Regions from separate parts of the Zea mays genome. Here region 1 is linked to region 2. A link is a contact called in public Hi-C data. All regions are on one chromosome and are shown on one strand. Each heading gives the region's core, a stretch centred on a gene start, on an enhancer-like site or on the middle of the called end of the contact. The rest is flanking DNA. Distances are from core to core; before and after follow the strand shown.

Region 1 (5,502 bases), core at 2,231-4,730, 250 kb after region 2:
AATAGTTTTCTCAAATCTGAATTTTGTTGAGCTTCAGCTTCAAGTTTTGCATTAAGATCTTGCTTTTCTCGTTCGAACTGCTCAGATTGGCGGATAAGCTTCGTGTTCAGTTCTGTTATTTTTGCTTCGGCTTCCGCCAATAAACCTTCGGTTGCCTGGAGCTCAAAGTTCTTTTTCTCGATAGCATCTGATTGCTCCTTTATTCTGCTTTCCAAATTTTCAATTATAACTTCGTGCTTCTTGTCTTCAAAATCTTGCTGCATTTTCAAGGCTTTGCTCAACAACATACTCTGCACGAAAACAACCTTCGTCAGACATGTTTTCATTATTAGAAACAATAAAAGTTAAGGGAAAAGTAGTTCACCTTGAAATTGGAATAAAATAAACTACCAACGATATGTTGTCGTCGGTAGCGGCTGATGTCTGTTTCTAGCTTCGGAAAATCGATACTCTTTGACAGAGTACCGATAACTTTGGCTCCAGTTTGATCTCGAATACAATCTAATTTTTCATCATCAATGCCTCCGAAGAGGAGTGCTCCAGGTTTGTATCCGCAGGATTTGGTATACTCTCTAAGTTCTTCTATTTCAGCTTTTGACAGTTTTTCTCCAACTAAATTCTGGAACATGAAGGCTTCGTGTTCTGAAGCTTCGTTAGCAATTTCCTTTCCTTTCCCCGACGCTGCGGCCGTGGCCTCTTCGGCGGCAGTGGTGACTTCTTCTGTGGCCATGTCTAGCAGTATTTTGTCAATATGTTCAACTGTGCTCTCCAGGTTCAAATCTTCAACTGAGGCAGCTTCGGCAGCTGCAACCTCCGAAGGTGTGATTTCAATATCTGTCCTTTCTTCCGCCGCTGGTGTCTTCTGAGCTGAAGCTCTTGGCGGTGTCTTGTCAATGACCTCTGTCACACCGATGATTCTCTGTCTCTTTACTTTAGTTGTTTTCTTCATTTTTTTGGGCTCCTTTTCCTTCTGAAAAAACTTTGTCAGTTCAGGCCTCAATGGACTTAGCTTCGCAGGCAGGGATTCGGTCATTACCTTCAAAATTGCCTCCACATCAGTAGCAGAGGGTGATGCGGGGGTTTCTTCTTCGTCGGATATTTTTCGCTTTGGAGAAGACGCTTTCCTCTTCTTCGGAATTTTCTTCTTTGGTGTTTCTTTTTCTTCATTTAAGGCTTCGATTATCCTTTTCCTTTTCTGGCCTCCGGCACCTTTGTTCAGATTTTCATAGTCAGGGTATTCAAAACCCAAGGCGTCCAGCACTCGGTTCAGTCTTCGCTTCGGACGGGTGCCGAAGGCCGCAATCATCAATTGATCTTCTTTTTTGGAGTAGTTGCCAAGTATTTCATTACACATCACTTCAATTGTATCCAGCCACTCTTGGCAAGGTGTTTTAAAGTACTTCTTAAACTTGAAATAGTAAGGTAAACACACAAGTTCACCTTCTTTCTTCTCCCCCTCTAGCTTCGGCATTTCCCATTCTTTCAAGCTAGGAAAAACTTTGAAAGCCAAAAACTCCTAAACCAGGTCCCTTGTACTGATATGCTCTGCAATAATTCTGAATTCATTCATTGCTTGTTGTGTTGGACCTTCGGGTGTCATGTTGCAGCGAGGTCGGGTTTCTCCGAAGATTAGTTCGAGTGGACTTTGCACAAGCTTCTCCTTGTCGTCATCAACCTTCACATAAAACCACTCCGACTTCCAGCCTGCTGCCCATTTGCTCCGGTAGCTGATTACAGGAAACTTTGTGGTTTTCCGATAGGCGAAATTATAGCAACCAAAATTGTCGTGCAATCCATCCTTTCTAGCCTTCGTCTGATAATGCAGCTCGTGAACCCGGCAAAAGCTGTCCGCAAATGGCTCCACTGCTTGGCTTCGGAGTGCCCAGATATAAACACTAAGCCTAACAATAGCGTTAGGAGTCAACTGATGAAAATAGATACCGAACCTCTTCAGTACCTCTGCAATAATTCCATGTAGGGGGAATCTTAATCCAGCCTTCAGAAAGCTTTTGAAAATAACAATTTCATCCTTCTCCAGCTTTGGGGTAGTCTCTTCTCCCCCAAAGCGTAATAGCTTCTTCTGATTTTCATTAAAAAAGCCCGACTTTACCATCTTGGAGAGATCAGCCTTCGAAACAGTAGACTTTCCGAAGTCCAAGTGGCTGGGCTTGCTTGGCATGGCAATGCGATAATCATCTTCGGGATCAGTTTCCTCAATATCTTCTTCTTCTGCTTCGGCAACTGCTTGTTCTGCTTGTTCCGCATCATCACTGGGGATCTGTTCCAAAGTTACCAGTCCCGATCTTCGCATCGCTTCGGAGATGGGAACAGTCTCCGAACCTTCAGCTTCGCCCCCCTCATGCTCAACCCTAGCGGTAGAATGTACTCTGGCCATTTAATTCTGAATTTGTGGAAATTAAATACTTTTTTCTTCCGAAGTTTTTTCTTTTGACGAAGCAGGCTTCAAGTTGGAGCTTCGTTCGATTCCGAGAGTCAAGCTTCGGCGATGGTTAAAAATTTTGGCAGCAGAACAGTGCAAATAGCAATGAATGCTGTGGTAACTTCACACCTACTCGTCTGTTTATATAGTACTGCAGGTAAGAAGGCGAAGCGCCAGGATTTTTACACCAGGCGGACACCCGCTTGCACTCGCTGCGCGGTGGACCGCAGGGACAAACAGTAACTCTGCAAGGTGGGACCACTACGCGCTGGGAAACTGAATCGTTTCTCGACAACGAGCTCAGAGAAGGTGTTTTTTAGACCTTCGGCTCCCCGAAGCCTAAGAGACTTTTTTCACGGATCAAGCTCGTTACGAAAAACGATCTAGCACCGCGAAAGGGGCTACTGTTGGGTCTATGCTTCGTCGCCGAAGGTCTTCTAGGAAGAAGCGGCTTTCGGCTGAAGCTGTTTATATGAGATGGCCGAAGGTTCCTCTTCATGAAGCTTCGGTATTACAAACCGACTTAAAGATAGAATGACCTTTTAATCCATAAAGGTCTGAGTCAACGTTGTAAACTTTTATGAGGGGCATAATTGTAATTCCTCACAGGTTGTGTCCTGTGCCTATAAATAGTGAACAATATTCCTTTACTGTTCACATACTCTTGTAATTGCAATCACATCATTCGGAAACCGATCTTTGCCAAGGCAGAGGTATAACTATACTTAATGATTCAATATACATTGATTAAATATAATATGATTTATTTATGTTTCATGTACCTTTTAATACTTTACATTCTATGTTATATAATCTATTGAATCACGATTATGAGGATTTAACCTTCGTAATCATATTTTTATCAACCTTCGTCCAAGGTTCATTATCCTCAAGGGAATAATGCTTCGTGGACGAAGGACGTTAATATTTAACATTCTATGTTGCCTTGTTCTTAAGGCAGAGCATTTGAGAACAAGTCCCCAACAGGCCCTATCCTCTCCCTCGCCCTAACCTCCCGTCAATCCGGCTACCTGACATCAGTCTCCTCTCATGTATTAAGCTTTGAAATGAGTCTCCTTAATTGACGAGTAATTTGGTTCTATACTCGATGCCCTATGATGCAATCCCCCGAATTGGGCTTACTACTTTAATTACTACACTTCTGCAGTTCTGGAATTCGGAGGCCTGGAATTCGGAGGCCCAGGAATCATGATGCAGCAGGCTCAGGCGCACACCTCGGCACTTGCGGGAGCGCCGTCGGCGTCGGCGGTGGCACCGACGGTGGCTCACCCGCACGATCCGGTGGGCGGGGATGCGCCGCCGAAGCAGGTGGCTCAGGCGATGGAGCGGCTGGGCCGTGCTGGCCGGTTCATCGCGGACATCCGGCTCGGCGCGGACCGCCTCCTCGAGGCTCTTTTCGTCTCCGGCGACGCGCCCCCGTACAGCGTGCGCCAGCACGTCGACAGGATGGAGCGTATTATCGTCAAGGAGGATGCCGCCATGCGCCTCCACTTTCAGGACCTACGCGCCCTCGGCAGGTATCAGCCCCCAGCATCTCCTCCGGCCACCCCCCACATTTCTCCCTATATATTTACTTTCTATTATATTTTACTTACATCACCCCAAAACTGTTTCACAACAATTACCAATTTCCTGAACATTATATTTTACCACATTTCTGCCGCCATGGGGGGAGCTTTGGGGAGAGCCGTTGGAGGGCTGTTTCACCCCAAAACTCCCCCTAGGTTAGGAATAGTTCGCCTGGCTTTCTATACAGAAAACTCGGTTGCCTTTTACTGACTGCAGACAAATATAAAATTTTACCGACAGCAACACTAACACTTCCTTTTGCTGATGAGAGATTCAACGTGGCACCTTTGATATTGTCTAACAAATGTTCAGGAAATTGGTAATTGTTGTCTGGAATTGCTTTGCTTTAGGTCTTGGGTAGGTCACTCTACATACTAAATATGTCATGGTTTTTTCAGTTATGCGGCTTATGCCGACTTTAATGTTATGCCAGAACTTGGACCTACTTTGTGGTTGTTGTTAGTTTTGGGGCTTAGGCTTACTGTTGTCTTATACAATGTTTAGGCTTTCGACGTTGAGGTACTGTGGAGATTGGACATCAGTGTTTCTATTTACACATGCTAACTGTCCTGTTGAGTGTGTACCTGTAATTTGGAATTGTTGGATGAATATCTTTTGCAAAATATATGTTGCCAAGATGGGTGAACTTGGTTCTATTTTGCATTTCTGGAACACATGTTACATTTCAACAGAACTACCGAACTGTGAAGTCTATAAAGCAGTAACAGATGAAATATTCGGGCAACTTAAGTTTCGAGAAAAAAATGGACTTAGGGGGTGTTTGTTTGAGATTATAATCTATCCAGATTATATAATCTAATAACTTTTGAACTAAGAGTTAGTTCAAAAATTGTTGGATTATATAATCTAGGTGGATTATAATCCCAAACAAACACCCCCTTACTAGGTTTTTGTAGGGGGAGAACTTACTAGTTATGGCTAGGCTAATACACAATCTTAACCATGACTCAGGATATTTTGAAGCCATGAAGAAATCTTCAGCCAACAGCCATATTAAATTTAGTTGAGCACGCCATTAGAAACACTTAAGTTGCCTTTTTTTGCCATTATTCTCCTAGTAAATTACTTCCTCAGATCGTGTATATAGGTCCATCTAGGTTTGTTCCAAGTCAACATTTTATATATGTATGTGCACTTCACAACTGTGTTTTCAAGTCGTCCGACTAATCGCGATTAGTCGCGATTAATCGGGCTAGTCGGTTAGCAGAGCTCGATTAGGCAGCCGACTCGACTAGAGTACCTGGTCGCCCTGGTCGTCCGACTAGTCGACGATTAGGGCCGATTAGTCGCTCGATTAGCCGGTTCTGGGCGACTAGGTTTAGGACCTAGGTTTTTTGATTTCCTGGCTTCGTGGGCTTTTTTGGCGGGCGGCCCGACTACAGGCAGTTGAAACGCCACACGCCAGCCGCCTCTACTGAAGATGGAACCTCAGCCGCCTGTTCTGTCTTCTC
Region 2 (5,381 bases), core at 515-3,014:
TCTAAAATACCACTAGATTAATTAGCAATTGATGATATTGCTGTATATATCTATGTGCATATTGTTTTGTTGTTGTTGTGGCTGGAAAGCTAAACGAGACAACTTAGAAAGACAACTTAGAAGCGAATCGAATCGAGATGACTCGTTCCTTGACGACACTACCGGAATTTGGCTCTTTGCCGAGTGCCATATTCTTTGCCGAGTGTTTTATTTCGGGCACTCGGCAAAGAGCTCTTTGCCGAGTGCCACGCAAAAAACCCTCGGTAAAAGAAAACACTCGGCGAAGAAGCTCTTTGCCGAGTGTTTTATTTTTGACACTCGGCAAAGAAACTTCTTTGCCGAGTGTCTTTTTTTGACACTCGGCAAAGGGCTCTTTGCCGAGTGTCACAAATACAACACTCGGCAAAGAGCTCTTTGCCGAGTGTTTTTTCTCCAACACTAGGCAAAGACAATTTAAAAATCACATTTTAAAGTAGTAAATTAATTTAAATGACAAAGTTTTCAACTACAAATTTGTATAACTCATCATGATGTACAATTTATATATTGAACATTTCTTCATATGACAAAATAAAAATAAATTTGTTCATAAAACATATATCTCTCTCGTAGTTTATGAAACTACGAGAGAGACATATAGAATTTGTGCATATTGTTAGAACCATCATCTGAGATAAACAAATTACCAAACAATCAAAATAAACTTTGTAGATCTTGAGAAGTTATAGAAGTTTATAGTTGACAACTTTTTCATTTGAAGTCATATTGGCAACGAAAACTATGTCTGAATTTAAAAAATTTAAAATTTGAATTTTGAAAACGACTTCGAAAGGAAAAACCACCAACATGGTTGTAGGTATTGAAGAGTTATGAAACTTTGTAGTTGACAATGTTTTAGTTTAAAATCATCTTGTTATGCAAACTATGTTTGAATTTTGAAATTTGAATTTTTCAAACTGTCTCGGATGGAAAAACCACCAAAATAAAAGTTGTAGGTCTTGAAATGTAATAAAACTTTGTAGTTGACAATTTTTTGATTTGAAATCATCTTATCATTGAAAATTTCGTGTGAAGTTTTTAAATTTAAAATTCAAATTTTATAAACGGTCTCGGATGTAGAAACTATTAAAATAAAACTTTTAGATCTCAAAAAGTTATACAACTTTATAGTTGGTCACATTTTCAAATGAACTTATTTAGTGCCTTAAATAATCAAATTACTCTCGATTTGTTATAGTACATGGGGAATGGAAACGTAATATAAACATAATTGGTGTAGTAGTGTAGTGGTATAGGAGGATATGCGCGAGAGAGAGGTTGCGAGTTCGAATCTCATCGTTTACAAAACATATAAGTTTGATTCAAAATAATAGTGAAAAATGATAGGGCAACGGGTAAGGTAATAGTGTAGGGTTGTAGAGTTGTTCCTATAATTTAAAAAATGTTTTGCTGTTTTTTTTTTAATTTTTTCGATTCTTAATTTGCCGAGTGTTTTTTTTTGCCGAGTGTCCGAAAAAAAAACACTCGGCAAAGAACCCTTTGCCGATGAAATCTTTGCCGAGTGTTCTTTGCCGAGTGTTACACTCGGCAAAGCTTTTGCCGAGTGTAAAATAGCCTTTGCCGAGTGTCTTAGACACTCGGCAGCAAAGAACACGATTCCGGTAGTGCGAGCAAGCTCGATATCCACTTCTACCCGTGAAACATTAGTTTATCCATGCTCGTGCCGCGAGTTATATAATGTGGCATAGCAAGGCAGCAGGAGATATGTGCGGGCACACCGGCCGGCCCCTGCCAGTCTGCCACCGATACTTGGCAAACGTGGCCGTTTCTGCTGCCTCCTCAGGTGTATAAGTAGCAGAGGAACACAATGCAAGCTAGGAGCGACTGCAAGGAACTAACTGGTCCGGGAGGTGCAGGCAGGAGAGGCGAGCTGACCGATCGATCACCAGGGGATACCGTACCGTGGCGTGGTGGGGGAGAGAGAGAGCGAGATGGCCGCGGCGGAGATAGTCGTCGTCGCCGTCGTGACCTTGCTTCTCGGGCTAACGTCGTGCATGGCAGAGAGTTCGGTATGGAGGGAGGAGGACCGGCGCGTCCGAGGAGAGGTGACGTACGAGCAGAGGGCCCTGGTGCTGGACGGCGCCAGGAGGATGCTGTTCGCCGGGGAGATGCACTACCCAAGGAGCACGCCGGAGGTAATAAATCTTGCTCAGTGTAGCTAGCTAGCTAGTGCTCTAATGAGATCGATCCATGCATGTCAGCTGATGCATGTATTATTGCTGTGTTTCGCTTTCGCCTCCCCGGGTATCTGACCTGAGTCGTCAGTCGTTTCGTTTGGTTGCGCCGCGTCGGCAACTCGGCGTGGCGTGCGTGTTCCACCGCCCTCCGCACCCGGTGGCTCATGCATGGGGCAAACGCTCGCGTCGCGCGCCGGCTCACGGTCACGGCTGCTGCCTGCTGCTGAACCGAACCGCCGGCCTGTGGCTAGTACTGTACGGCAACCGTTTCCCTAGTCCTGGTGGAAGTTGGAGCGGACGCGGCGGCAACTGGGAAGCGAGAATTATTAGAAACAAAAAGAAACGGCTGCTTGCGGTTGATAAGATTAGCTGGAACAACGCCATCGGTGAAGCCGTGACCCATCTGCCCCGCCTGCAAATTAAACTCTTCTCTCGTAGGCACATGTTATTCACTTGAGATTGTATCAGGTAAGCAGCTAACTAGCAAACTGGTCAGATACACGCTTTTCGCGCTTTTAGTTTCGAACGAAACAGGCACGAGATTGTGCCCTAATAAGCTAGTTGTCGACTTGGGTCGCGCGTGTTGCTGCATTCGTTTGTTTTGCGTGTGCGCGCTGCACATGCATGTGTACGCATATATAGGTCTAGGTCAAGATAAAATTAGGGTGAACACATCTTGGGTCTAGCCGTCTAGCTAGCGCGTGCACTTGTGCAGTGTCCAGTCCACGCAACATGCACAGAGTTTCGGGATGCTCACAGAGAGGTTTGCTGGTAGTAGTATATAGTAACGACGTGTTTAGCACTCAACTAGTACTAGCTAGCTGGCGGATACGAAGCGATATGAGAGACCCCAGGCCAGAGATCTATGCGGCATGGGATCTATCACTCAGCTCGTTTGCCAATTGTTTGCATTCCCTTGCGTTCTACTCTAATAATAGATCCTTCACTGACCTGACATATAATATTGCCAGTTACACAATCCCTCGTTTCATATAAAAGCCATACAAATGGCATGTTGGCATGTTCTTTCTGTGCTGTACACGCTCGTTTGGGAACGCGTCAGTATTTTATATTTTTGGTGTATTTAGTTGATATATATATATATATATATATATATATATAGGCAAGAATTAATACGTAATGCAAACAAAGGTAGGGGGTGTAGGGTAAACTTCAAATACAATAATAACATCGTGTTTGGTTTGAGACTTTGAGGAATATGGATGGTCCATCATCTTTCTCTTCACTTTTTTTGTTTGGTTCGTGGAATATAATGAGTTGATCCATCACCATTTCATCCATTGTAGGCTAACAATCAGTAATAATATAAGGAATAAGTCGATTCCACCAAATTTATGCAATAGACTTATGATGCACCACCTTGTCTAGAAATGGATTGATTCTTCAACCAAACACCGCCCCTAAACCGCTCATATTTCAATGAGAATTATCTCCACCGAACCTACTATTTCAAGATTTTCACTATACAAAGATGATTCGGTCCAAGAATGAGCGAGATCCAAACACCGCTCATATTTCTTTTTGTTTGGAATTCAAATTCTACATTCACTATCTATGACCCAGAACCTCAAAACGAGAACGACACCCAAAAAGGCCTAATTGGACTGCATGTTTCGGTTATACCTTTTTTTTTTTCTTCTTACACCGGTTGTCGAAAATTTCAGATGTGGCCAAAACTCATTGCTAAAGCAAAGGAGGGCGGGCTTGACGTGATACAGACCTACGTATTCTGGAACGTTCATGAGCCTATCCAGGGCCAGGTAGATGCTCTTCTCAGTTTCACATGAATGCTTAAATTATGAAAGCACATGAAAAATATCGTCCTAGCCAAATACGTACTAAGGGATGTGTAAATGGTCAGTACAACTTCGAGGGAAGATATGATCTTGTCAGGTTCATCAAGGAAATTCAAGCTCAGGGTCTCTACGTAAGCCTCAGGATCGGTCCCTTCATAGAGTCTGAATGGAAATATGGGTATGAATGAAGCAAATACTGATACAACATATATTCTCGCTGAACTAAAATATTTTAGAAAAAAAAACGTCGCAAAAAAAGCTTTAAAGAACTGTAAAATATCTAAGCAAAAATAAAAGTAGATATTACCTCAACAAATGCTGAATATCTTTTGTTTGGTCCATGCAGAGGATTTCCATTTTGGCTACATGATGTCCCAAACATTACCTTCCGAAGTGATAACGAACCCTTTAAGGTAAGTGAACTTGTGATAGGTGAATTCAGTTTTTAATCTCAGCAACCAGGCGAGTTGTGGTAGGTGAATTCAGATTTCTTTACAAAGACCAACCAAATAGTAGGGTTCCATTTACCAAGATCCAAAATTCCAAATGAAGCACTACTTTCATCAGTAATTTATCATTACAGAACATCATTTAAGGCACCATACTAAATTAATTATGTCTGATCTATGCAGCAACACATGCAAAGATTTGTTACAGATATAGTAAATATGATGAAACATGAAGGACTTTACTACCCACAAGGAGGTCCCATTATAACTTCTCAGGTCTGTAAAACAACAAGTTATCGGTTTTTGGCATGAACATCATCTAACTACAAAAATTATATGCAGATTGAGAACGAATACCAAATGGTTGAGCCTGCATTTGGCTCAAGTGGGCAACGTTACGTCAGTTGGGCAGCTGCAATGGCTGTAGACCTTCAAACAGGTGTTCCCTGGACGATGTGCAAGCAAAACGATGCTCCAGATCCAGTTGTCGGTATTCATTCCTATACTATTCCAGTTAACTTCCAAAATGATAGCAGAAAGTTCTAGCCAGTCTAAAAACAACTTATTACATGGTTAGATCAATACGTGCAACGGGCTTATTTGTGGAGAAACGTTTGTTGGACCAAACTCAGCTAACAAGCCTGCATTATGGACTGAAAATTGGACCTCGCGGTATATGTGCTGCAATATTTTCACTTGTTAGTTTTACAATTGGTGGAATACAACATGCTTAATGGTAGAATGTCCATGCATTCAGCTATCTTATATACGGCAACGATACAAAATTGAGGTCTCCACAAGATATCACCTTTGCAGTTGCATTATTTATAGCAAGGAAAAATGGAAGCTATGTGAGCTACTACATGGTACTAACTTCA

What was found. Hi-C and Micro-C count contacts between places; a contact is called where the count stands out from the background.
Region 1: a contact with region 2 is called in a Hi-C map of leaf, with 8 times the contacts expected there. The contact joins the promoter of LOC100274560 here to the promoter of LOC103635629 in region 2. A contact is called at or near these places in 4 of 25 Hi-C or Micro-C datasets (ear, leaf and tassel).

What each region holds. Positions count from the first base shown.
Region 1 is chr8:104,391,109-104,396,610 of Zm-B73-REFERENCE-NAM-5.0, forward strand. LOC100274560 (Mediator of RNA polymerase II transcription subunit 27) reads left to right here and starts at 3,481. Exons shown (of 8, transcript NM_001360614.1): 1 at 3,481-3,528; 2 at 3,609-3,978. The coding sequence starts at 3,650.
Region 2 is chr8:104,140,666-104,146,046 of Zm-B73-REFERENCE-NAM-5.0, forward strand. It overlaps LOC103635629 (beta-galactosidase 7), which reads left to right and starts at 1,765. Exons shown (of 21, transcript XR_002264432.3): 1 at 1,765-2,195; 2 at 3,923-4,018; 3 at 4,120-4,232; 4 at 4,401-4,467; 5 at 4,687-4,779; 6 at 4,846-4,989; 7 at 5,081-5,175; 8 at 5,261-5,369.